7 separate regions of the Mus musculus genome follow, and all the other regions are linked to region 1. Evidence: chromatin contacts called from public HiCAR-type, HiChIP or PLAC-seq and promoter capture Hi-C data. All regions are on one chromosome and are shown on one strand. The core of a region is the stretch at or near the end of the contact, and the rest is flanking DNA. Distances in the headings are between cores, read along the strand shown.

Region 1 (3,461 bases), core at 737-3,236:
AGGCCAGTTGGGGCTGCACAGACAGACGTCTTTCAAAACAACCCCCTTCCAAATAAACCAAATGTTAGGGGAAGTGGCCTCCACTCATGTTTATGCTCATACAATAGGATTAAAAATCTAGCCTAGCTGTATTACCATGAACAAAATTCAGCTGTGCATACAAACATGACCTTTTTCTTCCTAAAAATTCCTTGGCAATTTCATACACGTATATAATGAAATGTGGTCATTCGCACTCCCTGCTGCTGTCTCTCATTTTTTGCTTGATTGCTTGCCTGCTTTGGAACCCCAAGGGCTGACCTCACCTCAAGATTCTCCTGTCTCAGCCTGCAGAATGCTGGGATGACAAGCGTTCACTACCACACTTGGTTTATACGCATGACCGACTTCAAGAAATTCTCATCCAGGAAGATGAATTTGCAAATACCTTATCGCGCTTTCAGGCAGGGACTTCCTCAAAGCCTATTTTTGGAAAGAACACATAAGTGACTAAACTCATCAGGGTAAACTCGCCTTCCACCCCCCCTCCCCCCACCCCCCGCCCCCAGCAAGATTCTGGGCTTATCCAACATTAAATTCTCCTAGACTTCTTTCAAAACTCTTCCCTTTCCCATCCTAAACTGTCACACCACTCAGTCCCAGTCAAGACCCCTTGATGAAAGGCCTATCATAAACCAAATCTCCAAAATTTTGTACCTAGCTCACCCTGACCTCTCTTTTAAGATTCCACAAACACTTAACATCGTGGACTCCTTTGACTCCTATAAAGCAATATGGCTGGCTTTAATGGAAGTCAGCAGAGATGCATTATAAACTTTCTGAGAGAAAGCATACGGCTTGCTATTTATGCTCACCACCACCACCACCCCGGGGGGTCCAGCCATTAGAGGAAGATGGAGGTCCCAGAGTCCATCAGGAGGAACTAGAGGGAGGACAGAGTGGGTCGGTGGAGCAGAACTTCACAGTGCCGGCTGCACTCAACAGCTGTAAATCTCGCTTTCTGTAGGCATTACTGCTCTTCTCCTGGTATTCAGATGGTATTGCTTTAAATATAATAGAGCTGGGCTCAGCTGCCTAAGCCTATAATCCAAGCTCTGGGGAAGCTAAGGCAGGGAGATTAGGTGTGCTAGGGCAGGCTGAGTTATAGAGAGATGCTGTCTCACAAAGCATATATTTTAATGTATCTCTGTATTAGGAAACATTGAAGCTCCTCTCAAGCTCTTAACTTCAAGTGACTGTGTCATCTCTGAAAGGGGTTTGCTGCTTACAGTGGATCATGGACTGCAGTGGCCATATTTTCTTTAGGATGGTCAATTACCACTGATAGAAAGGGCTAACCGAACCTCTCATTTTTCTTTTTTGTGAGGCGGGGTCTCAGTAGTCTGGGCTGGCTTTGAACTCACTATGCAGCCAAGGATTAACTGTATCTTCTAATCCTTCTGGTCTCCAAGACAGGGATCACAGGGGTACAACAACAAGCTCTCCCAGCCTTTTGAGACAGGGTCTATTATATAGCATAGGCTGTCCTGGCACTACATAGACTAGTTAACTCATGTGCCACTACTCCCAGGCAAACCCTGTGCTTTTTATATCTAAGTTCCTAAATACTTAAATTTCATCTAAGCACTGGAAGGGCAGCTATCTACCTTTCTCAGCACGCCTATGTCAAACTCTGGCTGGTCTCAGCGATCTCAACAAGCCAGCCACCCTGCTGACTGAGCTTTTGCTCAGTTTTCCCAGGACCCCTCACTCATTCACCTCCCTGGTTACCGCGGATGCTTCTAGAAGCAGCCAACGGACCCCGGGGACCGATCCCAGGGGCCTTCCCAACACCACCCTGAGCTTATCTGCTCAACAATCTGGCCTAGCATATTCGCCTTCGCCCACTTCCTCCCGACAGCACGGGACCCAGCAGCCGTTCAGACGCTCGCCCTGTCGGGTCACTTGGTACGACACTCTGGGCGGTGGTTCAGCTGAGGCCGGGGTGTACCCGCCAGCAGGCCGCGTGCAGCTCCGACCGCCCCCGCGGCGCGCGCAGTCACGGGCGTTGGAAATTCCGGCGCGTGCGGCTCCCCGGCTGGCGGGGGCGGGGCCGCCGTGGAGTGAGCCTGTGACGTGAGGGGGCGTGCCTCTGCGAGGCCCCGCCTTCTCTCCGCGCCCTCTCTGGCGGGTCGGGGTTACATGGCGGCGACTGCGGCAAAGCGAGAGCCTCGGAAACGCCGCTGCCGCCAGCACAGCCGGAGACCTGAGCCGACCTTGAGGGCTGTCCGCGGGCCCTGCACTCTGTCGATGAGTCGGAGAAGTCCCGTGAGTGTGTATGTGTGTGTGGCCGGGTGCGGGCCGGCGCGGGAGGGAGCGGCAGAGGGCCCGGCGGCGGCGCCGGCTCCCGCGTCCATTGTGTGTGACCCTCCGGGCGGCCGCCGCTCAACAAAGACGCTTTTGTTCCGTGTGCCCGCTCAGCCCGGGCGGCGCGGCCGGCTGCGAGGGCCAGGTCCCCGCGTGGGGCTGGCGGCGCGGCCGGCGCGCCCCTCCCACCCGGCACGCCCCTCGCCGGGCAGCCGGCCGCAGGCATAGCTGGCGGGCCCCCGCCGCCTGCACCGGGCTGCGCTTCGCGGGTTCGAGTCCCCGCCGCCCGCGCCCGGTTCCGCGGGTTCGAGTCCCCGCCAACGCGCAGGCGAGGGCGGTGGTCCAGGAGCGCTTGAGGCGGTGGAGGCTTGCCTTCCTGGCTCGCTGCCTCCCTCAAGCTCTCCTGTCTCCTCCCCTCCCCAGCCTGCCCGGGTGACTCGGCCTCAGCTGACTCCGGCCGGGCAAAGTCTCCGGCACGTTGCGTAGCGCTCTGCTCCTGCCCCTAAGTCCGCCCAAGTTTGTGCCTGGCGGTCCACGAGGTGCCGGGGACCGGCCTGAGACAGGGCTCCTGACACCTTTCCGGACGTTAAGGTGTGATCCGGAAAAACACCCTGATGAAAACGTACGTTACCGGTTACAGGCCTCCTCACTTGGAGCTTGTTATGATCGGACTTGGGAGTTGTGAGGAGTGGAGGGCTTTCGGCCGCCTTTTGTTCCTGCCTGGCTTTGGCTCTCCGGCTCAGGTGCCTTGGGGAAGCTGCGTGCAGCAAGCTCCTTTAGATCGCTTTCGTGTTTTACCTTTCTTTGACTTGAAAGTAGGAAAGATGGAGCGCAGGGACTTGGTAAAGGGGAGTTAGGTCTCTTTACAGTATCTAAACAGTTCGTGTTCGTTGCTAAGAGTCCGGAGGCAGTATTAACTTTTTATGGATACAGATAGATGATTGTCAGAGGGGGAAATAAAAACGTTCTCAGGCCATCAAACGAAGAGCAGCTAGCTTCAGAATAAATTGTTGATTATTCTAGCGTTTTTATTTTGGTAAAATTCTGGGTTTTGACGTTCTGTCTCTTTAACGTTGGAGAACTGCGTTGGAAAGAATTTGAGAAGAATGTGGGGT
Region 2 (3,819 bases), core at 506-3,005, 2.6 Mb after region 1:
TTGGGAAGTACGTTTATCTTTTGTGACAAATTACAAGTTTGCATTTTTTTTTTCCTATCTGCCCTTTTACAGCAGGGATGCTGTCTCCACTCCTTAAAAGAAATCCATTTACTTCATTTCTGCCAAGCCAGCTAGGTATTTAAAGGGCACACAATAGACTTTGAAAAGTTGGTAACTTGCCGCTTGTACTCAGTGGGTGATCGGGTTAGGAAACCTTTATTTCACTTTTTTAGTGCTACCAACTGTTGGAAAAAAAATGCGTGACTAATTGGTCCTTACTGTCTAAGAAGGATAGGAGATTGCTTAATCAACCAATACACATTTTTATCAGAGCAGAGGAAATGCTTTATCCAAGCATACACAAGCCCCAGGTCCCCCAGAATAAAGCACTCCTGCCATCAGAGCAAAAGCTTGTTGATTTGAGCCAACAAAAAAAGTGGGGGTCTTGGTGGGAGTTGTTTTTTTTTTTTTTTTTTTTTTTTTTAAACATTTCTTCTGGTCAGTTCGAGGCCCTGGTTACAAATACTCAGTAATGATTTATCTGTTTCTGATCAAGATAGATCCTGAAAACCTCAGAGTCTGGGGCTCCAGACTTCCCCTAAGGTCTGCCTTGGGCAGCTACCCCAACAGCCCTGCAGCGTGCACCACTCCGGAAGACGCCCATTGTGTTTCTGAGCCGCATCCCACTTTGATCCTTTCTCTTGCTAACTGAAACTAACTCCTCCAGGGGGGGAAAAAAAAGATACGAAAGAAAAAAAAAAGAAAGAAAAGAAGAGAAGGAGGAGGGGAAAGAAGGGGAGAAGGAGAAGGAGGAAGAGACCAGTGAGGGTAACTTATAAATGAATAACTCAAGCCCCTCTCGTCAAAGACCCTCCTTTCCCTAATATTCACTTTACATTTTCCTGTCCTTGAAGAAACCAAGACTGCAGAAAGGGAAATAAATAAATTTATGCAAGTTTGTGCAAGGTTAATCTAGAGATTTCAGGGACCTCTAGCTGGGAACCCAAAGACCTACATACAGAAAGTAAGTTCTATTCAGACACCTTTCTCCTTGCCTCTCTTGGGGCATAAATGGGCCATACAACTTTCTCTTTGCAATTTCATCCTCCCATCTTCTTGCTCAGTTTGGAGCTTCGAAAACGTGGGGCGCCCCGCTTGGCCACCGAGACCTGGAGGAACCCCACTGCAAACCCTGGAAACGGCGCGCAACCGCGGCGCCCCCCTGCGTGGAGAGGCTGCCACTCAGGAAACAATATAAATAAAACCACGTGCGGCCGCGGCCGGGGAGGCAGCGCGGAGCCCCCAGCTGGCCGCAGCTCGGACAATGGCATGAACTGGGCTAGTGGTCAGCGGATCCAGGGAGACTCGGCCTCGGCCTCGGAGCGCTCCGAGAGCGCATCCGGAGAGAACCCTGGCCAGCCCCACCACCCGGGGCATCCCTGCCCGTCCCCCTCCCCGCGCACGGTCGCGCACACTCGCATGGGAAGCGCGCCCACCTGGAACCGAGCCGAGCGGCGGCAGTAGCAGCAACAGCAGCAGGGGCAGCATCCCCGGGCGCACGGGAGGCGCCATTCAGCGGGGCTGCGCGGGCATGCTCCCGGGCTGTTCGCCCGCGCCCGCTGCTCCCGCTGCTCTCCTGGACCCGCAGCTCCTGCTGCAACCCGCTGCTCCGGCGTGGGAAGGCGACGCGCCGCTTGCAGGCGCACGGAGCCCCGCGAGTGCGCCAGGCCGCGGGGACCACGCGCGCCGCGTCCAGCCGGGGGCGGAGGGAGGCTGTAGAGGGCGGCGCAGTGGACAGCCTGGCCGGCCGGGGACTACTTTCTACATCTGGCCCCTGGGCCCCGCACGGCGAGGTCGGCGCTGCTGGCGGAGGGACACGCTGAGATCGCCTGGGCGACCCCGGGGACAGGGGGAGGGCCCCGCTGGACAATGCACCTGGGGGTCAAGCCCCCGCCCCTCGGCCTGCGCGCCACGGCCGGCCACCGGGCCACAAAGGCCAATCCTCCTGGCCGCGGCCAGCCCCCCGGGGCCCTTCTCCCTCCTGCGGGCCAGTTGAAGATTCTGCACGGAGGAGGGGGTTGGGGTGGAGGGATGGTGTTGAGAGATGTGGAAAGGCCGGAGACTTCTCCCCTGATGGCCCCTGCCCATCCCCCTGCCTTGCTCACCAGCCCAGGCCCTGTTCAGGGAAACCCAGTTCCCACTTCTGAGGCTTGTCAGCGCCCCCGGAGGCATCCTATGGCGACAACCCCCACCCCCCAACTACCACCCACATTTGGAGACTGTTCTTATCTTCTCTGGTCTCATCAGATCCAGCCCTGGCTTCAAAATCATCTTAGAGAGCCCTAAAATTAGCAGTTACTTTGGGGGGCGGGGGACGTTTTAACACTGCTTCAAGCTAATTAAGTTTTTAATGTGAGAACTAAACTCAGAAAGTAGAGAGAGTAGAAGTGAGACCAGGGGCTATCCAGGGCTTGCTGTGCGAGGCCAGACTTTGGGGGTTACCTGCTTAAAAGTTAGGCTGATGAAAGAAGACACCAACGATGGGAATTTGTTCACAGCTCTTGAAATTAATTAAGGATAACCCAGAGGAGTCGATACGTACATTTAAAGAGGGCGGGCTAACGGGGGGAGGGGGGGGTACCGTATGGAGCCTACAGAGCTTTTACACGTGGATTAGCGTTTGCTAATCCCGATCTAAATCTTTGGCACATGACGAGGGCACAGGCTAAAAGCTAACTTTAATTAAAGCCGCTGACGGAAATCTAGCTTTTGTCACTAACTGCCTTTAGCAAGTTCCAGGAATCCTCCTGATTGCATGCGGGGAGGAGGGTGGGAGTGAGAGAGGGGAGAGTGGTTTTGGAAAGCCTTTAGGACTCCCGCACTTACTCTAAAATGTACTTAAAGAAAAGTCAGTCTACTTTACAATTTCATTTTAACCCCGTGTAAAATAACAGTTGCGTCCGAATTTGTCTTATAATTTAGATGAGTTTGGACAATTTCTAAACCTCAGAATATAAATTCGAATAGAAAGAAAAATGACATATGGAACTATTGCCTTTTAAATTACATTTTTGTTTGGGTTGTTTTGAAACGGGGTCTCATTTGCAGTCCAGACAAACATGGGCCTCACTCCTATGCTGTCCAGACTGGCTGGCATAGGTTTGAGCCAGCATTCCCAGACTGGCTAGATTTTTCTCTATTATGATTATTTTCTTCTCCCTCTGGGCTTCTTAGTCCCAACAGACCCCAAGTGTTTCTGTTTCCTGGATAAGATGTGTTAATAAGATGTTCTTATTCAGTTACAGCCAGGGGTCTTTAATGACTTGGGACTTGGTGCTGCTTTGAGGAACAGTATTTGCATTGAAACAAAATGAAGAAAGATGATGTTCCTTAAACACCATGCTGAACCAAGTTGACCGTGTATTTACTGCACTACACTGGACAGGAAGAGACTTCCTCTGACCATGTATAACATTTGTGGTCTGCTCAAAAGTTTTCATATGTACTCCTTGGCCTCCCATGATGAACCTGTGAGGTTAATAGAGAAGTTGGGAGCAAAGAGTTTATTTTATCTCACAGCCAACAATCCATCACTGAGGGAAGTCAGAGCAGGAACCTGGAGGCAGGAAGGAGAGATCATTGAGGAGTACCATTTCCTGGCTGGTCAGAGAGAATGTGTGTGTGTGTGTGTGTGTGTGTGTGTGTGTGTGTGTGTGTGTGTGTGTGAGTGTGTGTGTATGTGTGAGTGTGTGTGCATGCGAGTGTGTGTGAGTGTGAGAGTGTGTGTGAGTGTGTGTGTGTGAGTGTGTGTGTGTGTGT
Region 3 (3,867 bases), core at 719-3,218, 2.7 Mb before region 1:
TAACACTGTGGAAACTTCATGTGAAAGCTGATGTTTAGCTGATGTTGTTTTGTGAGAGACGGTCTGGCTGGGTCTGGCTGTCAAGAGCACTTGCTGCTCTTGCAAGGGGCTCCAGTTTAGGTTTCCAGAATCCATGTGAAATGGCTCACAATCACCTCTAAGTCCAGTTGCAGGTGACCTGATACCTTCTGGCCTGTTTAGGAACCTTCACACTCATGGTGGCACATAAACTTACACAAGCGTACACACACAGAAGTAACAGTAAGCAAGTCTTTTAAAGAAAGGAATTAAAAGGCAGTTAAGAAATCTCGGGGAAGTCCCCGAAGAGCCACCATACGATTCCGAGGAAATAGAAGCCTCCTTCCAGGGTTCTTAGTCTCATTAATAAAATAATTTAAATTTGGACACAGACAGCACCTCAAGAACTAGGAAAACTAGGACTGGCGAGTTGTAAAACGGGAAACAGCCAGGAGGATGAGACTGAAGCAGAGAAACAGGCGTGGAACACGACCGGAAGGGGAACTTCGGAGGACAAGGAAGCTCAAAGCTTTAGTTAAGGAATGTAAAAGCATTCTTGGTCTCTAGCTAGAAAAAGTTTACCTGGTTCTGCCTGAATCTCATGGTGGCTTCTAGGGAATGACACCCTAGATTCTGGAAGAAAAATGACATTGTCTTAAATTGATTTCACCTTCCTAGGGGTAATCCCATGGGCCAAGTCCCTGACCTATATCCCACTAGATTAGTCTATAAGGGAGGAGCCAAGGACAGTCTCCACCTAGAGGTGGATTCCATTATTTACAAAATCTGCCGAGAATAGGTGACAGTGCTCAGCCCTAAATGGGACATATCTATATCCACTCCCCAGCCCCCAGCTCCGGGAACATTAAAGAAGATGGGGTGGAGAGAATGTAAGAGCCCGGGGACAGGAAAGAGTGTTCCGAGATGCTGTCTTTTGGATATGTCACGACAGGTGTATTCATCAGCCTACTGAAATTATGATAATTTCTACAAAATCAGGCCCAAAAGATAAGGCAATATTCCAGCATTAACTGGACTCAGTGGAATACAAACTAACTAAATAGACAACATACACAGGATTTGCAATTTCTTACTGTAATCAAGTTGCACCCCTCCCCTTTTACCTCCATGTCTTTGCCGAAGACGTACTTCATTTCTGAGCTCCAGAATAAAGTAGCACAATAAAATTTTAAGTTCTGTGAAGTCGGGTGAATGTAGCGTCCTGGCTGTTAGGTTCTAACACTTACAGAAACTCAATAAATGTTGTCTAAATGTCTGTCAGAGGCCAGGAAGCCCGTAAGTTTTGCTAGCATATGCCTGTAGGTGAAAAAGTTCTAAAATGTGCAATCCAAGTGCCTTCTATTGACGTGGAATCGGATGTTTGGACTGTAAGAAGTGGCACCGGGTTGGGGGTGGGTGGGTGTAAGTTCCGGCTCAACGTGGAACATTTGACTACAAATCCCAGCGTCCCTTGTAGTGTCCACTCCTTCAGGAGTCGGGTTTCAGGCCTTGAAAAGGGCCGTCCTTCCCCCGTTGTATTGTGGGATCTGTAGTTCGACGTGACTTGCGTTGGCTGTTACCACTCTCCGGCTGCACACATGAGCGTACGTTTTCTTCGGTTCAGAGTCTGTGGGGTTCAATGATTGTTGAGTTTTCGCTCTCTTTTCTCATTCTGACAGGGCACCCAGTGTCCAGGGCGCCTAAAGTACTGTCCCCTAATGTCCAATTAGGATCGACTCAGGGGGCTCTACTCCAAATTCAGGTTCAAACATTTTGAGCTAACGTCTGCTCCTTCCTGCCTGGGTGTTCTCAGCATCAAACAGGCGGGCTGAGTGAGGCGGGCCAGCTTAGCTCCACCGACGGCTGCACACAGTAGGCCCATCACCCTAGCTCGCGACGGGTGGCTGGTAGCCAAGCAGGCGGCGGCGACGGCGACGACGGCATTGCGCATGCGCGGCGCGGCGGCGCAGTTTCCGCAGCAGAGCAGGCAGCTCCGCCGCTGCGTCCAGACGTCTCCTGCTGGGCCGACGCTCAGCTCTTCGCTCGGTGCTCGGCCTCCGCTGGCGACCGGCGACCCCTCCGCAGCTCGAGTCCCCGGCCGCCGCAGCGCGCCTGCCTCCGGCCCCCTGTCCCGCGAAAATGGCTGCCGTACGCCGGGCCCGCAGTTATTGCCGCTGCCTGGTGCGCTTCTCCGACCGAGAACTCTGCTAAGCCGCGCTGCAGCAGACGGGCAGGAGTAGACACCGGGCAGCCGCCACCCCTCCGGGAGCCGGGCGCGGGAAGCCCCTCGACTGGGCCGGCCGCCGGCCAGCATGGTAACCGAGGAGGGAGGGCAGCAAGGGCCGGGTGGTGAGGGCAGGGTTTGACGGATAGCCGAGGAAAGGCCCGCTTCGGTCACTCCAGACTGTCCGAGCTGGGAGTCGGGTCTCAGGTGACCTGTCCTGGCTTCTGCACAAGGGAGGTGGCCCTGGCAAGCGGTGACACTTGTTGATCGCTTCTGTTCTGGCAGCCCGGCCCATAGATGATTTCGGGAGCTCCACGTTTGGGACGCACGCCCTCGAGGTGTCAGTGGCCCTGGTAGGATATTCGCAGGCAGTGCTGGCAAACTGGACTTGGAGGGATTCTTGCCAAGTTTCTTGATAGCGAGGGCCTAAGCCGCTTCTCTGCTGTGCGGACGGAGAGACTGCGCCAAGCTCCATGTGTGACAGCTCCGGTCTCACGGGACTGTTGCATGGAGTATGTAGGCTCTGCAGTGACTTAAGAAACTAGTTTCCGGCTAGGGCTGGATGATTTAAGAATGAAAGATACCAGACTGACTGGGAGAACACTCAAGTGGCTTTTTTTTTTTTTTTAACATGAATTGGCTGCAACGGTTTATTTTATGAAACTAGTCTGGTGCACAGAAAACACACTAATTGATTCTTCTTCTAAACTTTCAAAAGTAGTCCTCAAACCACGATTAAGCCCTTAACCTTCTTTATGTTCAGTTAATCTCATCTGCGAAGAAACTAACCCACTAAACTATACCATGATGCTTGAGTAATTTTCAACTATGAAAATACTGATGATTAACTAAGCTCCTGCTTATTTCAAGTGGGATTAAAATCGACTAAATGTAGTAAAATTCCAGTTCCTACTGTCAAAATCAAGGTTAACAATGGATTCTGTTCTGAGATAGGCATTCTGTATTCAACTAGTTATTTTTGAGCCTCCGACTAGCCTGGCATGGTGTGGGGTTTGGTGCAGTACCAGATCTTCAATATTAGCAAACCTATTAACTGTGATCTGTGATAAACTTTTAATCACATCTGAAAAGATGACCCAGAATTCAGAATCACTAATTCTCTTTACAGATCTCTCTCTCTCTCCCTCCCTCTCTCCCTCTCCTTAAATTAATGTTTTAAAGTGTGTGCTAGATTTATGTTAACTTGACACAGACTAGAGTCATCTGAGAGGAAGGCACGCCTCACCTGAGAAAGTGTCTCCGAAAGATCAGGCTGCAGTCAAGCCTGCAGGGCATTTTCTTAATTAGTGATTGATGGGGAGGGCCCAGCCCTTTGTGGGTGGTACCATCCCTTGGCAGGCCGGTCCTGGGATCTATGAGAAAGTTGGCTGAGCAAGCCATGCAGGAACAAGTCAGTAAGCAGCACACCTCCATGGCCTCTGCATCAGCTCCTGCATCCACCATTGTGTCCTGTTTGAGTTCCTGCCCTGATTTCCTCAGTGATGAGTAGTGATGTGGGAATGTAAGCCAAGTAAACCATTTCTTCCCCAAGTTGCTTTCGGTCATGGTGTTTCATCACAGCAGTAGTGACCCTAACTGAGACACCATGCCGTGTATGTGCAGGT
Region 4 (3,466 bases), core at 839-3,338, 3.0 Mb before region 1:
CTAAAGGCCTGCATCACCACATCCAACTTTACTGTTTCCTTTTAAAAAGATAATCTGCAGTACTTAGAAATGAATCAAGGGTTTTATGCATGCGCTTTAGTAAGGATGTTATTTAATTGGTAGTCTGTGAACTACTGGTGTGATTGGAAAAAAAATAACAAGTGAAAACCCTAAAACTAATTCAGCATTGACATGACTGAGTACATACGGAAGGAAAAGGAGATGAAGCGTGGCCCTGATGGTGAAGACCTGCACTGTTGTGCCACACAGAAGCACTGTGCGCCAAAGCAAGAACCTGGAAGCAACTCAATCAGCATCAAGAGTATAATGGCTAACAGGAAGAGATACATAGGAAAGAACTAACGTTCTGGGAGGGGGGATGGGAGAGGGGTTTTCGGAATGGGGTAACATTTGAAATGTAAATACATAAAATAACCAATTTAAAAAAATAGAACTAATGTTCAGTCTTTAACAGGAAATTCTGTCAGACATTAAGAACCAGATGACAATTTGAGGACATTATGTCCACAGTAAGTCAATCACAAAACACTGTAAGTTCCTTGATTCTACTTGAGGATCTGAAGTAAATAACTCCAGCAGCAGCAGAGAGCGGTGATGTGGAGGCACAAGACCAAGGAGAAACGAGGAGCTGAGAGGCGGTATAGTTCTAATCACGGAAGAGCTGGGACACAATCTCCCATTACCACTAACACTGCGCTCGTTATATATGCTTACTTCTTAACTATAGAAGTAAGGTGGGGCTGAGTAGCAGATTAGGGGTAAAGATAGGCTTAACTCTTATGAAGCTCTGGGTTCAATCCTGAGTTCAAAGAAAGAAAAAGAGAGGGAAGAAGGAAGTGGGGTGGGAGAAGATGAACAGTAGAGGAAAAAATAAAGATTGTCATATTTTAACACACACTGGAATAAACCATCTAGGTTGCAAGGCTAGGGATGTAGCTCAGGATGCACCTAATTATTTGGGATGCACTGGGTTCAATACCCAGAATAAGAAACAAACAAACAAACAAACACAGTAGCATGCACAACCAACGAGTCGTGTGTATTCCAATGCCTAGACTTCACTGCTTCTTGCAGCGGGTCTAATATCTGTCGCAAACCTATTGGTTCTCTGGTGAGCTTCCCGTTCAAATACTGGGCTTCTTGTTCAGATTGGGAGGGGTGGGGAGGGCGGGGGAGCTTGGACCCTGCAAACGGAATCTTTGTCTATTCTAGTAACCAGCCTTAAAACATACGATTAAATGCCACAAAGCAGGCTTTTAGAACTAAATATATTCACTTCACGGACCCCAACCCACCCCCCAAAAAGCCCTATAACTGAAACTAAGAATTGAAGCCAACTGAGGGAAACATCTCCATCACTGTAAAATGCATCTCAGAAAAGTTGAAAATTGCGCATCTAAGACTCCCGCGTACTGCTCTCCGCAGTTACATTCACCTCAAGTTAAACCTCCTGGCAGAGACGAAGCTGCGGCTCTGACCTGACACTAAAGCACACTAGGTGTGAAAACGACCTAGAGGGTGATGGCTGCACCTCCGCACTGAGCTGCTGGCCCCTGCGGGAAACCGGAAAGACCTTTACCGCGGATGCCGCGCGAGTCTTCCAGGAGGTTCTCTCCCACACACGCCCCGGCCCGCCATAGAACTGCGCCCCCGCGCTGCTGGAGCCCCGACGCCGCCGCCCCGTCATGCAGCGAGCCTGGGCGCCGCCGGCGCTCACCTATCACCGCGCCCACCACATCGTTCTTCACCCCGAAGCAGAGCGGCGGTTCGCGGCGGCCGGCGGCCGTAGCCTCGGCGGCCCCGGCGGGCTCTCTCCAGCCGCCGCCCGCACCCCTGCTACCGACCCGGCCTCTCCGGTTCGTCTCCTCCGTCGCTGTCCGGTCGGCGCCCCGGGACCCGGTCGAGCTTCGCCGGGGAGCAACGCCCGAGGAGGAAGCGTTGGCTGCGGGTTCCCGCCTAGACATGGCTCTGAGGAGAGCCGCGCGTCGCACGTCGTTCCAGACTCAGCTGCACAGGCCGCGGCGTCGGAAAAACTCCGCTGCCGCCCGCGAGCTCGCCCGCCAGTCCTCTGCGCGCTCATTGGCCGCCGCGCTTCGGGGGCGGGGCCTGGCTGGCCTGACCAATCGGCGCTTGCAACCGAGCGGCCACCTGGACCCCTATTTGCCCGGCTAGTGTCTGGCTGGGAACATCAGCTTGAGGACAGTGCGTCTCCGTGCCACGGAAACGATCCCAACCGTGCCTCGAAATTCAGGTTCATGACGGGCTAATGTACAGGCTTGAGATCTGGGGCAGGAGGGTCTGCGTGACAATTACTTTCAGGCTCTATCTTAAAATAACTCGATGAAAGCGCTTGCCTAAGCGCAGGATACCCTATCTACACTCCCCAATACCTAAAGTTAAAAAAAAAAAAAAATAGCACTGCCTGAAGCACACCCAGCTTTGCAAGGATTTTGGAGCTGGACACAGTCCTCCAGGCCTGGCCTAAGCTCCAGCATCCTTTGCTGGGATTGGGATCCTCGAATTGTCAGACTAGATCACAGGTCAACCATCCATCAAACAGAGGACACGCAGAATCTTAGCATTGAATGTCTTGTAGGAGACACTGAGGAAAAACTGGAAGGTTGGGTCCATCCTGGGTTAAATAAATTACATCAAATTATATTATATAATACTATGTATACTAATATCTTTGAAGATAGCCTTAATTCTCCTGCCTGGGAGTGGGCACTCAAGTGCTGGGCTTATAGATGAATTTCATGACACACAGATGTAGCAACAGTATCTCTTGATACAATACTCTCTGGGGGAATGTGAATAAAACACCAAACTATCAAAGCATCTTGGACTTACACAGAAACATCGAGCAAAATAAAAAATAAGCCAATCACAAAACATGTCTTGACTGTGCTTGAGGATTTAAAGTAATCCAAACAGCATAGAATGGGGGTGTGGACACGGGGGAGCCAGGAGAAGCCAGAAGTAGAGCAAATCTTAAATGTCCATGCAGACTCTGATCCTGAAGTGGGTGGATAACCGCCTTCAGAAGTGACTGCTGGTTTTGATGTGCTAACGTCGCTGGGTGTTTGTTGGGCCCGGCTGTTCATGAGAGGTTTTGTTTAGCAGCTTTCTTGCAATGCCTTTGTCTGGTATTAGCATTTGGGTAATGAACCTTTTCCAGAAACTAGAAGCAGAAAGAATTATATTCTACCTCCTCTGAGAAGGTCAGACTTTCCCGCCACAGATACTGAGCTGTTTTGGGAACTGGATTTTAAGCAATGACCTCTTAGTTTAGTCTCTTCTACTATAACCGATGTACTGCTCTGGAGAAATGATAGGGGTGCTGTCCACCGTCATGAGGGGAAAGCTGCTGGGTAAATTGGAAATCGTGACGACTCCTAGGAGGGAGAGGAGAAGAGAGGGAGAAAGTGGGGTAACAGCAAGCTTC
Region 5 (3,760 bases), core at 959-3,458, 2.8 Mb before region 1:
TGAACATTGGGACTGATGGCAGTAACCCAGACCTGACTTTAAGTCAGGCAACATGTATATATAGGGGTTTGTAAGAATAGATTTTTTTTTTTTAAATCAAAGAGAGACAACAGGTAAGGGAGATGCCCTCTACAATGAACTCCTGCGTGCTCACAAGCAGAAGCACATGTGTACACACATGTGGGGCAGTGGGCATGGGGAATAAAGGGGTCGGAGAGAACCCAGGTCCTGTCAGAGTCCCAGTGCTCCTTAACCATTGTTTTCCAAGGAGGTCATTTGGATATCCTGTTCCTCCTGCTGTGACATTGAGAAAAGCAAAGAAACACCTGTTAAAACAACAACAACAACAACAACCAACCAACCAACCAAACCACAAATAAACCAACACAAACAGTTCCCCCAATCACAAGGTAGAAATCGGGCATATCCAAGGCATAGGACTTTCTGTGAGATAAGGGACTAGACTCAAGAGCCAAGGACAAGGTGGGGGAGGCGGGAATTATTCCCAGAGAATCCTCATTGATGGTCTCAATAATTACGTCAAGGGGTTGAAACAAGGAAAAGGCTGAGAAACCATCCTAGCCTTGGGGAAACTGAGGAAACATGACTAGATACACTGTGGGATACTGGATTGGTAAGAGGACTTTAGTAGAAACACTGAAATCATAATTAAGTCTGCTGCCCATTTACTTGCACACCAGTAACACTTTTCTTCTCAGTTTATCATGGTTATGTAAGGCGTTAGCACCCGGGAGGACTGAGGGCTCTGAGGTTCAACTTTACAACATTTTTATAAATCTCAAGTTATTCATAGTGTAAAGTCTACAGACCTTGTTTAGAGCAGCACCGAGACACATTAGTAAAAACTCCGCATGAGACAGACTGCTTTGAGGATAAAGCCTTGCAGATTTTTTGGTGGGTGTGATAACCTTTACCCGTTGGAAATAAATACCAAATCGTGGCACTCCCATATGAAACTATGTTAGGAGGAAAGACTCCCACAAACCAAGAGGAGGCAGGAGACATACCAAGCACACCCTAAAGCTGCACACATCCGGGTAAGGGCTGCACACAGAGTTATGCAATGTTTTGTTTGCTTGTATCTGAAAATCTCCACAGGAAGCTGAAGAATAGAACAAAAGCAAAACTTGCACTCGCAGGCCAGGAAACAAGGCTTCCAACCGTGCAACGCAGGTACAGAAAATTCACCTAGAGGGTGTATAATCAATAAAACTGACAAAATTTACATTACTTCCCTTTGTCCTTATTACCTGTTATCCCTCGTAGAAACCAAGGGTAACTTAAAAGGGGTAATGAATCCCGTTAATTACATCTTAGTTCAAAGAAAAGTCCCTAACAGGAAGGATCTTATGGCTGACCCGGACCAGTAGTGATGCGAAGAGAAGGCGTATTGTCTGGCTAATTTGTGAAAATACGGTGGGCTGGGTACAGCTCCAGCGGCAGCTAATGCCCGTCTCACGAACTCCATGCGACCTCTACTGTTAGGACAGTGGAGCTTGTGCCTCGACGTCACGATGGCTTTCGGCCTTTCTGGAAAACAAACGAACCAAACTAAACCAAAAACCAAACAACAAACCGAACAAACAAAAAACCCGAACGCAGTACAGAGCGGTAAAGCAAAGTCCTATCTTCATCCCAATTTTCTGGACATAACTGAATGTTCAGGATTTGGGAGGAGTGTTTTATTATTGTTGTTGCGTTTTCCCTCGCGCATTAAAAAGATGCCACCATTTTAACACGTGAAAGAAAGGACAGAACCCTTAGCCTTGGTTTTCAGTGTGTCACTTTCACATTCCGATTCAGGGAAGCTGGGGGGCATTCGTTGTAAAGGTATTAGCCTAGCAGTGCACATTATAAAGTTCTTGGACTTTGAGAAACTCAGGATTTTCCAAATTTAGCTACAAAGGGCACGGGAAGCCAACGGAGGGCCGGGTGCATCACACTGTTCTAGGAATTAGCTTTTTACTCGCTTCGGTGTGTCACTTCGGCCACAGAGGGAGACAGACGATTACGGCCCACGGAAGGCCGCGTGAGTCTCGTGAAGCTGGAGATGCGCTGGGTCTACCTTTCGCCGTCCGCTCCGCCTTGGCAGAGGCGCCGACACGCACCGAAGGCAGAGAACCCATCTCGTATGGGACCGCACCGGACACGGGCGCCTGGGCCAGGAGCAGAGCCGGGCCGTAGAATAGACATGGCCGTCGGGGGCGGGGCTTCGGAAGGTTTAACCAATCCAAACTGTTGTATTTTGCATAGCCCCAAAGCATTTTGGTTAACAGTAAAAACATCCTAAATTTAAGTATTTTAATTTAAACTTAGAACGAAGCGAGTATAAAAAGGATTATTTAACCCTAAAACGGATTCAGGATTTGTTATAATATCAAGTACAGTCGGCTACATAAGGTCACCACATGTGTAAAGTTACAAAATTCTATGGCCTTATATACCTACCAAGAGCCTGCTTACTCTCGGATGTGAGGGCGATCTGGCTGCGACATCTGTCACCCCATTGATCGCCAGGGTTGATTCGGCTGATCTGGCTGGCTAGGCGGGTGTCCCCTTCCTCCCTCACCGCTCCATGTGCGTCCCTCCCGAAGCTGCGCGCTCGGTCGAAGAGGACGACCTTCCCCGAATAGAGGAGGACCGGTCTTCGGTCAAGGGTATACGAGTAGCTGCGCTCCCCTGCTAGAACCTCCAAACAAGCTCTCAAGGTCCATTGTAGGAGAACGTAGGGTAGTCAAGCTTCCAAGACTCCAGACACATCCAAATGAGGCGCTGCATGTGGCAGTCTGCCTTTCTTTTGTAGTTCCTGCAATTTAATTTTCGTTTAAAACTTTATTTTATTCTTTAACTTAAAAAAAATATATATTTTTATTTTTTTAATTGGGTATTTATTTCATTTACATTTCCAATGCTATCCTATCCCAAAAGTCCCCCACACGCTTTCCCACCCACTCCCACTTCTTGGCCCTGTCATTCCCCTGTACTGAGGCATATAAAGTTTGCACGACCAAAGGGCCTCTCTTTCCACTGATGGCCGACTATGCAGCTAGAGACAGGAAAAAAATTTTTTTTTAATTAAAAATTTTTTAAATCTTTAAAAATTCTGTTATGTTAATAGATGTAAATAGAGATGTAAATATGTTTAAAAGGTGTGTGTGTGAGAGAGAGAGAGAGAATATGAGTTCAGGTGAAGGTTCCAAGCAGTCGTAACAAAGATTCTGTCTGGGAACAGTTCTACCCCACCTCTCTCTTTCTTCCTTCCTTCCTTCCTTCCTTCCTTCCTTCCTTCCTTCCTTCTTCCTTCCTCTCTCTCTCTCTCTCTCTCTCTCTTGTTTTAAACATTTATTTAGTTACTTGTTTGTTTGTTTCAGGTTTCCTCTGTGTGGCCCTAGCTGTTCAGGGACTTTCTCTGTAGACCAGGGTAGCATTGAATTTAGAGATCTGCCTGCCTCCCAAACTCTGGAAATAAGAGCATGAGCCTATTTACCAGTCCCTGCTTAAATTTATTTATTTAAAAAAATGTTATTAGGACAAATGCTATTACACTCGAAAAGGCAAACACCCAGGACAGGTAGGCTGTAACTTTAAGCTGCTGAAGGAGGAAAATGGAGAAGGTAATGAGCAAAGTCATCCCATTTAGTCTAGCACGGATAAGTGGCTTCATGGTGGGAGAGGGAACTTTAGAGAAAGAGTAAGAAGACCCAAAATGCTGGGGAAGCCCAAGCATTATGGAAGCATG
Region 6 (3,714 bases), core at 847-3,346, 2.5 Mb after region 1:
CCTGGAGTCACCATGACAACCGGAGGGGGAAAAATATTTTTTGAGACAAGGTTTCATGTAGCCCAGCTTTCTGATATTGGCTTACAGGTACATACTGAGCTCTCGTGAATGGCACCCAGCTCAAGTGAACAACTTTCACTTAAAAACTTACCACCCGGCACAGAAAGGCTATCCCACAGAACTGGCTCCTTTTTATACAATGTGAAAAGAATCGTGTCATTTCCAATCTTGGCTTTGCTCTTCCCATCATCTATAGGAGCATAGAGAAACAGCTCAAATAAAAATGGAGGAAAGTTAACCTGTTCAGACGAGAGAGAGAGAGAGAGAGAGAGAGGCATTGAGTTAGTTACACAAATTAAAGACACTGCCATCTTAAAAAAAAAAAGCTGGAGAGACAGCTCAGTGGTTAAGAGCACTTATTCTTGTAGACAACCTGGGTTCTGTTCCCAGCACCCACATGGAAACTCCCAACCCTCTGAAATCCAGTTCCAGGGGATCTGACATCCTCATCTGAACTCCTAGGGCATCAGACAAGCACATGGTACACATTCATGCACAGAGCCAAATCTGCAACACACATCAATAAAGGTAAATCAAAAAAATTTACAACCGTTTATTCCAGAAAAAAAAAAAAAAAAAAGCAAACATGCTAGGGTGGGGACATAGTTCCTGGTGTGGTGTCCCAGGCCTGTTATCCGGGCACTCAGGAGGTAGAAGCAGGGTGCTCAGACATCCCAGGCCATTCTCAGCTACGAAGTGAGGGAGCCAGTTTGAAGCCAGCCCTCCCCTTCTCCATCCCGGTGTGTGTGTGTGTGTGTGTGTAAAATGTTTCTCAAAACCCCACTGAATTTATTCCAGGCAGCATAATTTAGCAAAGCATATGAGGACGCAATAGATGAAAGCAAATCTGGAACCTGAATATGTCTAGATGACACCACACTGACAACAGATTTGTTTTTGTTGTTGGTTTGGTTTTTTTGTTTTTTTTTTTTAGATATTTTTGTTTGGTTGGTTGGTTGGATGGTTGGTTTTGTTTTGCTTTGTTTTTTGGTTTCTCGAGACAGGGTTTCTCTGTGTAGCCCTGGCTGTCCTGGAACTCACTCTGTAGACCAGGCTGGCCTCGAACTCAGAAATACGCCTGCCTCTGCCTCCCAAGTGCTGGGATTAAAGGTGAGCACCACCACTGCCCAGCTGTTGTTTTAATGACAACGTTGTGCGCATGTGTGTGGGTCTGAGTGCCATGGCACGCAGGAGGAGGTCAGAGAATTGTGAGAAATTGGTTTTCTCCTTTCTGGGGACGGAACTGCAGCTGTCAGGCTTGGTGGTAGTGCATTAACTCATTGGCCCATCTCAGCAGCTTTAGACTTGTTTATCAACTTTAAGTTGAGGTTTAGCCAGGGATGGGAGAGCATCCCATTAATCCCAACACTTGGAAGTCTGAGGCAGGAGGATTGCCAGTGTGGGCTACAGAATAAGACACCCTCCACCCTGCTCACACCCCTGTAGCTATTGGGGCTGGAGAGATGGTTCAGTGGTTAAGAGCACTTATTCTTCCATCCTGCGTGGCTCACAACCATCTGTAACTCTAGTTCTAGGAGATCTGACCCCCCTCTTCTGGCCTTCGCAGGCATTTGCACACACCTGATGCACACTCATGAATGCACGCATTCATACATTTAATATATACATAGTTACTAGAGATGTAGCTCAGTGGCTTGGCATACACAGGATGCTGGGTTTGATCCTTAGCATAACAAAAATAAATTAATTAAGGGTAAAAAATGTAAATTAAAAATTAACTTTAAAAAAGTAAAGCCATGGACACTCTACAAGACAGCTCCTGCTCCCGGGGCGCACAGCAACTGCATCTCCGCCCCGCCCACCTTCAGGTAACTTTCCCCACAGAATACGTCAGCATCGCGCACGCAGACGCCCCGCAAAGGCAGCGACAGGAAGATCGTGGCCGGCGTCTGCTGCCAGCTGAACTCGCTCACTCGCACTGGCATGGCGGGACCAGGGACTGCACAGCCACTTTACGTCGCTAGGAAGCCGATCGGGTTGCTAGGGAAGCGGGGATTGCGGGGTTGCCATCACTTCCGGCCCTTAGGGTCCTTCCGGGTCAGGGGTCCAGTAGGACCCTCGGTCTCCCACTATGTTGGGTATTGCAGTTGTCGGTAGTCCTACTTGAGTCTGGAGTATCTGTGTCCCCGCTGCCTCTGAGAGAATGAGGACGAAGTAGAGCAGAACACGGAAACGAGAGGGCTCGGGGACAGGAGACTGCCGTGCGCAGGCACTGCTTCCCAGAGGATCCGAGTTCGAGGCTCAGCACCCGTGCTCGGCGTCTCTCAAGCGCCAGGAGCTCCAATCTGATACCCTCTTCTGGCTTCCGAGGGCACCGCACTCACACGCAGGCACAACTTAATTACATACAAATAGTTTAAAGTGACTTTTTGCTAAAGGAGAAGAGAAGCTGTGGTGTGGCTCCCTGGGAGAGGCTGGGTTGTATTCCCAGCTCTGGAAAGGAAAAAGCTTGGAGCTTTAGGATGCAGAGGGATATGGGTCGGCAGAGCTGGAATGTGTACATTGTGACAGCAAGGCACATTTAGAGTCAGGACGTTTGGTTTGCTCTGACCATTTGCTGTGTGGTAGCCTGTAATCTCACGACTTGAGCAGAGCCCTCAGTTGGAGACCCACCCTGATAAACACAAATATTCTGTCTCAAAATACAAAGCAACGTTTGATGTTCAGGGGCTGACGCCGTCACCCATCCTAGGAGCACTGGTGTGTACATTCCCTTAACCCTGGGAAGGGACCTAAACTTCAATTTTTGAGACCCAAAAGCCTCACAATAAACTTTGCTGCAATTCCATAGTAGGATCTATTGGATTTAAACTGATCCATTTCCCAGTAGCTTACACTGGACTTCAATAATACACACCGAACTTCAGCTGCCAAGAAACTTGAAGGCCGTGTAGTTCAGCCCAACGTCTTTAGTGCCATGTGCATTGTTAGCAGAAAAATGACTGAGATCTTTCATTTATTCTAAATGCTCCTTCTACACTACTTCCTTAGGCCCAGTTTCTACATTACGCGAGTCTGATGTGAATGATAAATGTAATTAAGTACTAGAGAAGTTATTTGCACATAGAATGCTGCATTTTAAACTAGAAAAAAAAAGTTTGGAGAGCATTTAGGGAAATGTTTAAACTCCAGCATAATTTATTGCAGAAAGTTTAGGATCAGTAGAGTTGGTGTTAGTATCTCTCCCTTCCTGATCCTGACCTGTTTTGTCAGCAGATCATTATCTCAAACTTCTGCTCCTTTGTCAGTCCTTCTGAGCAGAGAACCTAACATCCTGCTGATTTGTTTCACTTTCATCCTGCTTTTTGCCATTTCCCTCTTTTTATTCTATTCTTGTTCCTAGCATGTTGTCTCAAGCTCTTGTGTCTTTTCTGGCTTCTACAGGCACTGTATACACACACAGACACACACACACACACATACACACATGCACATACTTAAAAATAAAAAATTGGGGCTGGTGAGATGGCTCAGTGAATAAGAGCACCGACTGCTCTTCCAAAGGTCCTGAGTTCAAATCCCAGCAAACACATGGTGGCTCACAACCATCTGTAATGAGATCTGGCGCCCTCTTCTGGTGTGTCTGAAGACAGCTACAGTGTACTTACATATAATAAATAAATAAATCTTTAA
Region 7 (3,462 bases), core at 449-2,948, 2.8 Mb before region 1:
ACCTGCTATAATTGCATGAGGGTCTTTATTCAAGCTCGAGCTTGGGCCACCAACCTTCCTGATGAAACAGGAAAGAGAGTGAACCCCCAGGTCTAAGTGAAGGGGGTTTATAAAGGAAAAAACTGCAGGCCGGGTTTCCAAGCCTTGGCATTCCATGAGAGGGTAAAGGAATTCTGCTCTTCAAACCTGATATCAGGTTTGTTCTGACAGCGGGGCGGAACGTGCAGCTGGAAAGGAACCTTTCCGACCTGGGAAAAGTACCTTGTGCTATAGGAAGCTGGTGTAGTTTTACAACTGGCCACAGCTGTCTGGGAACACTTAATTGTCTCTTTTTCATAGTCTAAGAGTGGGCTGTTATCATTTCAAGGGTATTGGGTTCTGTTTCCTTCGAGGGCAGGAGCCATCTGCACCTGAGAAAAGTTGGTTGTTAATCAAAAGGGGGTATGAGTCTCAGGGGAGGCTACGGGATGCTGCTTTCTTGTTCCCAAGGCTGGCATTTGCGCTCCCGAGTACGTACACACACACACACACACACACACACACACACACACACACACACACACACACACACACACACACACACACACACACACACACACACACACACACGAGCATCGTCACAGGGAGGGAGTGCTAACTGCTCTGACTCCACACAGGGCCAGGAGAGTGTAGGATTTGATGTGCAGGTTTCTCAGGTCTCTTCAACTTTTGAAGTTATAATGTGTGAGGGTGTTTTGGTGTGCCCAGTCATACTTAAGCTGTGCACAGACAACGCACGCGTGTCCATTGGATAGATGTCCATTTGCTATTTTCTTCAGAATCATGAGAGACTAGAAGTTAGACAGACAGGGAGAGGGGCCATGGATATGTAAGAAACCTGATGAACTTCCAAGATGGCTGGCTTCTTCTATACCCTCCAGGCTGAGACAAAAGCCTGGCCCCTTAAAACCAGGGCCTTGCAGGCTTTTACCTCCCAGCAGCAGGCCACTGCTGAGGGACTAACTCAACACCTTCTAGGCCATCTGGATTAGGGCTGGTTTACACGAGAGTCACAGGCCAGAGAAACTTCTTTTCTTTAAAGTGATTACCCTATATTGGGGGGGGGGGGTCTTCAGAGACTAAACAAACAAACAAACAAACAAATCCAGCCCTCGAGAAGAGATCGGGGATTTTTAGATTTTGTGGCTTCAGTGTTGCAGATCTTTTCTCTGTGTGTCTGCTGCATGTGGGTGGTTGCTTGCCTCCAGCAAGCCCCCTTCTTCAGCTGCTGAGTCTCTGCTCCTGTCTGCAGGGTTTGAGATTTCTTCACTGCTATCTGTTGCAGTTGAAATTCCTCCTGCCTTTTAATTACTTAAATGGCAGAGAAAACGAACCCTACCAAGACCTTTAGACCATACCAACCGCTCATCTACTAGGCAGAAAAAATTTGTGCCTTTTATTTGGCCTAAACAAGCTTTGAGATAGTGAACAGCAAATAAATCACAAAGTTAAAACAATTGCGGATTATAAACTGTAGCTTTAGCAAAATTATGTAACTACTCAGTGCAAGAGGAGTACACACACACACACGCACGCACACACATGTACGCACTCACTCACCTTATTCTTGTGGGATTGTTGTCTCCAGGCACTGGAAAGAAGCGGTTCTGCGAGCGAAAGTTCACCGTCCTGCAGGTCGTTTTGGAAGCTCCGCCCACCAGCCATTGAACATTTAAGAAATGTACACGCCCCCTAGGCACGTTGGTTAACGCTTTGTTTCCCGGGGAGAAGAACAGGTTTGCTCTAAAAGTTTTCGCTGACTCATTACTGAGTACACTCTTTGGGGGTGCTGACGCGAGGACTCCGATTCCTGTGCTGGAAGTGTTTACATTCTCTACGGGGGAACCCAGTAATATAAGCAGTTCAGATAAATGCACTGTATTCAAAATAACTATAACATCAACCTATTGAAAGGTTAGAGCTTGCAGATTTGTGAATTCATTGTATTCATTGCCAACAAAAGTACAGTAGAGAGGAATCAGCGACTGGGAGCATCGTGCTGTGGTCCATTCTTGTGATGCTAAAATAGACACTCAAGACTTTATTTTTGAAAACAAATTAGAGACGTACAGTTCTGGAGGTTGGGCAAGCCAAAATTGAGGGGCTTTCTTTCACTTGCTGAGGATGGGGTAAAATAAAAGAAAAAAAAAAGTGTGCCCTCCCTTGACGAGAGAGAAAGCGGCAAGCTCGTGCATTCACCTTAGGGGTGGACTCCCGATGAATGGGAAACTTTGCCCCCTCCCTCTCTTTCTCCTTAAAGAATTTTTTCCCCTTTCATTTTACCCTGTAGAATGGGGCAGATGGTTAAAAAGGCATGACCGCCATTCCTGGAACAGTCATAGGCAGCCCATCAAGAACCGTTTGTAGTTAAGGTTACAGGTGGGGCATAGCTCTGCCTTTGAGAAACAGAGGTACAGTCATGAACAGGAATAAACCTAGTTTGTCTTTACTGTAGGACGGCTTTGAAGCCTAAAACTGAGGCAAGCTAGTTCTTCAGTACCTAACCCGCTCCTCAGTGACATTAATTCACTCGTGACAGCGGAGCCCTCATCCACCTTATCACCTCTTTAAAAGTGCTGCCCCTCAAACCAGTTGCCCCAATGCAAAATGGCTTACGTTTCTGTAACAGGCTGGCAAAAATACATTTGAAAAGAGACACTTTGTGTCTCTCAGTCCGACTATCAGACTACGGAAACAATGGACCTCAAAGAAAAGGGACACTCCCCAGGAATCCAGTCAGAGGGGGATCTTGTCTCCTGGGAAACATTCCTTTGGCACAGTTTCTAAGAGTTAGTCAGAACGTCTTACAAGATGAGACTGAAGCACAGAAAAGCAGTGAGCACACGTGACCACTGCCTAGACCAGGACCGCTTAGATGTGCGTGCCTGAGGCTCTCTGGTTAAACTCTGAACTCACTTCAGTACCTGGAAGATGGACTTGAGGTGGGGAAGATGGGTGTGTCCCTGGATGCCTGGATCCCTGTTCTTTTTCCATATTGACTAAGTTTCCTTTTTCTGCTCTCTGCCCCCACCCCCACCCCCGGCCCCCCAAGACAGGCTTTCTCTGGTCTAGCCCGGCAGCCCTGGAATTTGCTCCCTAGACTAGGTTGGCCTCAAACTTACAGAGGTCTGCCTGCCTTTGCTGGGATTAAATCAAATTTAATTGTAGATCAATCATCTTAACTCTTAAAGGTGAGAGCAGGTTTTGATTTGGTTGTGGCAAAGAATCTTGGTAGGATGATGAGGCTCGAAAGAGTCCGGGAACTTAAGAAAGGCTCATGAAGCTACTCTTTGAGGTTAAATTAGTAAGACAGTTATGGAAGAGAGGCTGCCTTTGTGCAGCTGACTTCAAGCTGTCCAATAAGCTCTGGGATATAGCTCTCATTACCCATGCTGAGGTGGACTTCTCAGAGACGCAGCTTCC

The links. Promoter capture Hi-C pulls out the DNA fragments that hold promoters and counts their contacts. HiCAR-type assays count read pairs that join an accessible place to other places. HiChIP or PLAC-seq counts read pairs in DNA pulled down with a chosen protein or histone mark.
Region 2: an H3K4me3 HiChIP or PLAC-seq map of stem cell-derived neural progenitor cells shows a contact between it and region 1, with 7 times the contacts expected there. The contact joins the promoter of Prtg here to the promoter of 4933433G15Rik in region 1. A contact is called at or near these places in 1 of 39 promoter capture datasets (embryonic stem cells) and 1 of 115 datasets of contacts at active chromatin or transcription factors (stem cell-derived neural progenitor cells).
Region 3: a contact with region 1 is called in a HiCAR-type map of astrocytes, with 7 times the contacts expected there. The contact joins the promoter of Fbxo9 here to the promoter of 4933433G15Rik in region 1. A contact is called at or near these places in 3 of 39 promoter capture datasets (embryonic stem cells, erythroid cells and pre-B cells), 4 of 115 datasets of contacts at active chromatin or transcription factors (astrocytes, embryonic stem cells, stem cell-derived neural progenitor cells and 1 more) and 1 of 9 other capture datasets (adipose tissue).
Region 4: a contact with region 1 is called in a promoter capture Hi-C map of embryonic stem cells, with 5 times the contacts expected there. The contact joins the promoter of Ddx43 here to the promoter of 4933433G15Rik in region 1. A contact is called at or near these places in 4 of 39 promoter capture datasets (cranial neural crest, embryonic stem cells, liver and 1 more).
Region 5: a contact with region 1 is called in a HiCAR-type map of astrocytes, with 6 times the contacts expected there. The contact joins the promoter of C920006O11Rik here to the promoter of 4933433G15Rik in region 1. A contact is called at or near these places in 4 of 39 promoter capture datasets (cranial neural crest, frontonasal cranial neural crest, hippocampal neurons and 1 more), 1 of 484 Hi-C or Micro-C datasets (CD4 T cells) and 1 of 115 datasets of contacts at active chromatin or transcription factors (astrocytes).
Region 6: a promoter capture Hi-C map of pre-B cells shows a contact between it and region 1, with 2.1 times the contacts expected there. The contact joins the promoter of Dnaaf4 here to the promoter of 4933433G15Rik in region 1. A contact is called at or near these places in 1 of 39 promoter capture datasets (pre-B cells) and 2 of 115 datasets of contacts at active chromatin or transcription factors (embryonic stem cells and stem cell-derived neural progenitor cells).
Region 7: a contact with region 1 is called in a promoter capture Hi-C map of stem cell-derived epiblast-like cells, with 5 times the contacts expected there. The contact joins the promoter of Gsta4 here to the promoter of 4933433G15Rik in region 1. A contact is called at or near these places in 5 of 39 promoter capture datasets (cranial neural crest, hippocampal neurons, liver and 2 more) and 1 of 115 datasets of contacts at active chromatin or transcription factors (embryonic stem cells).

The regions. Positions count from the first base shown.
Region 1 is chr9:75,408,709-75,412,169 of GRCm38.p6, reverse strand. It overlaps 4933433G15Rik (RIKEN cDNA 4933433G15 gene), which reads right to left and starts at 1,986. Exons shown (of 4, transcript NR_040719.1): 1 at 1,404-1,986; 2 at 306-462. Mapk6 (mitogen-activated protein kinase 6) reads left to right here and starts at 2,154. Exons shown (of 6, transcript NM_015806.5): 1 at 2,154-2,307.
Region 2 is chr9:72,805,210-72,809,028 of GRCm38.p6, reverse strand. Prtg (protogenin) reads right to left here and starts at 1,755. Exons shown (of 20, transcript NM_175485.4): 1 at 1,497-1,755. The coding sequence starts at 1,572.
Region 3 is chr9:78,106,757-78,110,623 of GRCm38.p6, reverse strand. Fbxo9 (f-box protein 9) reads left to right here and starts at 1,968. Exons shown (of 13, transcript NM_023605.2): 1 at 1,968-2,333. The coding sequence starts at 2,331. It also overlaps a transcript of Cilk1 not described here.
Region 4 is chr9:78,394,399-78,397,864 of GRCm38.p6, reverse strand. It overlaps Ddx43 (DEAD box helicase 43), which reads right to left and starts at 2,088. Exons shown (of 17, transcript NM_001191044.1): 1 at 1,739-2,088. The coding sequence starts at 1,985.
Region 5 is chr9:78,174,362-78,178,121 of GRCm38.p6, reverse strand. It overlaps C920006O11Rik (RIKEN cDNA C920006O11 gene), which reads right to left and starts at 2,208. Exons shown (of 4, transcript NR_040401.1): 1 at 2,087-2,208; 2 at 1,380-1,551; 3 at 1,029-1,123; 4 at 1-297. Rn7sk (RNA, 7SK, nuclear) reads left to right here and starts at 2,489; the gene lies at 2,489-2,820.
Region 6 is chr9:72,957,167-72,960,880 of GRCm38.p6, reverse strand. It overlaps Dnaaf4 (dynein axonemal assembly factor 4), which reads right to left and starts at 2,096. Exons shown (of 9, transcript NM_026314.3): 1 at 1,884-2,096; 2 at 152-299. The coding sequence starts at 2,006.
Region 7 is chr9:78,190,202-78,193,663 of GRCm38.p6, reverse strand. Gsta4 (glutathione S-transferase, alpha 4) reads right to left here and starts at 1,698. Exons shown (of 7, transcript NM_010357.3): 1 at 1,600-1,698.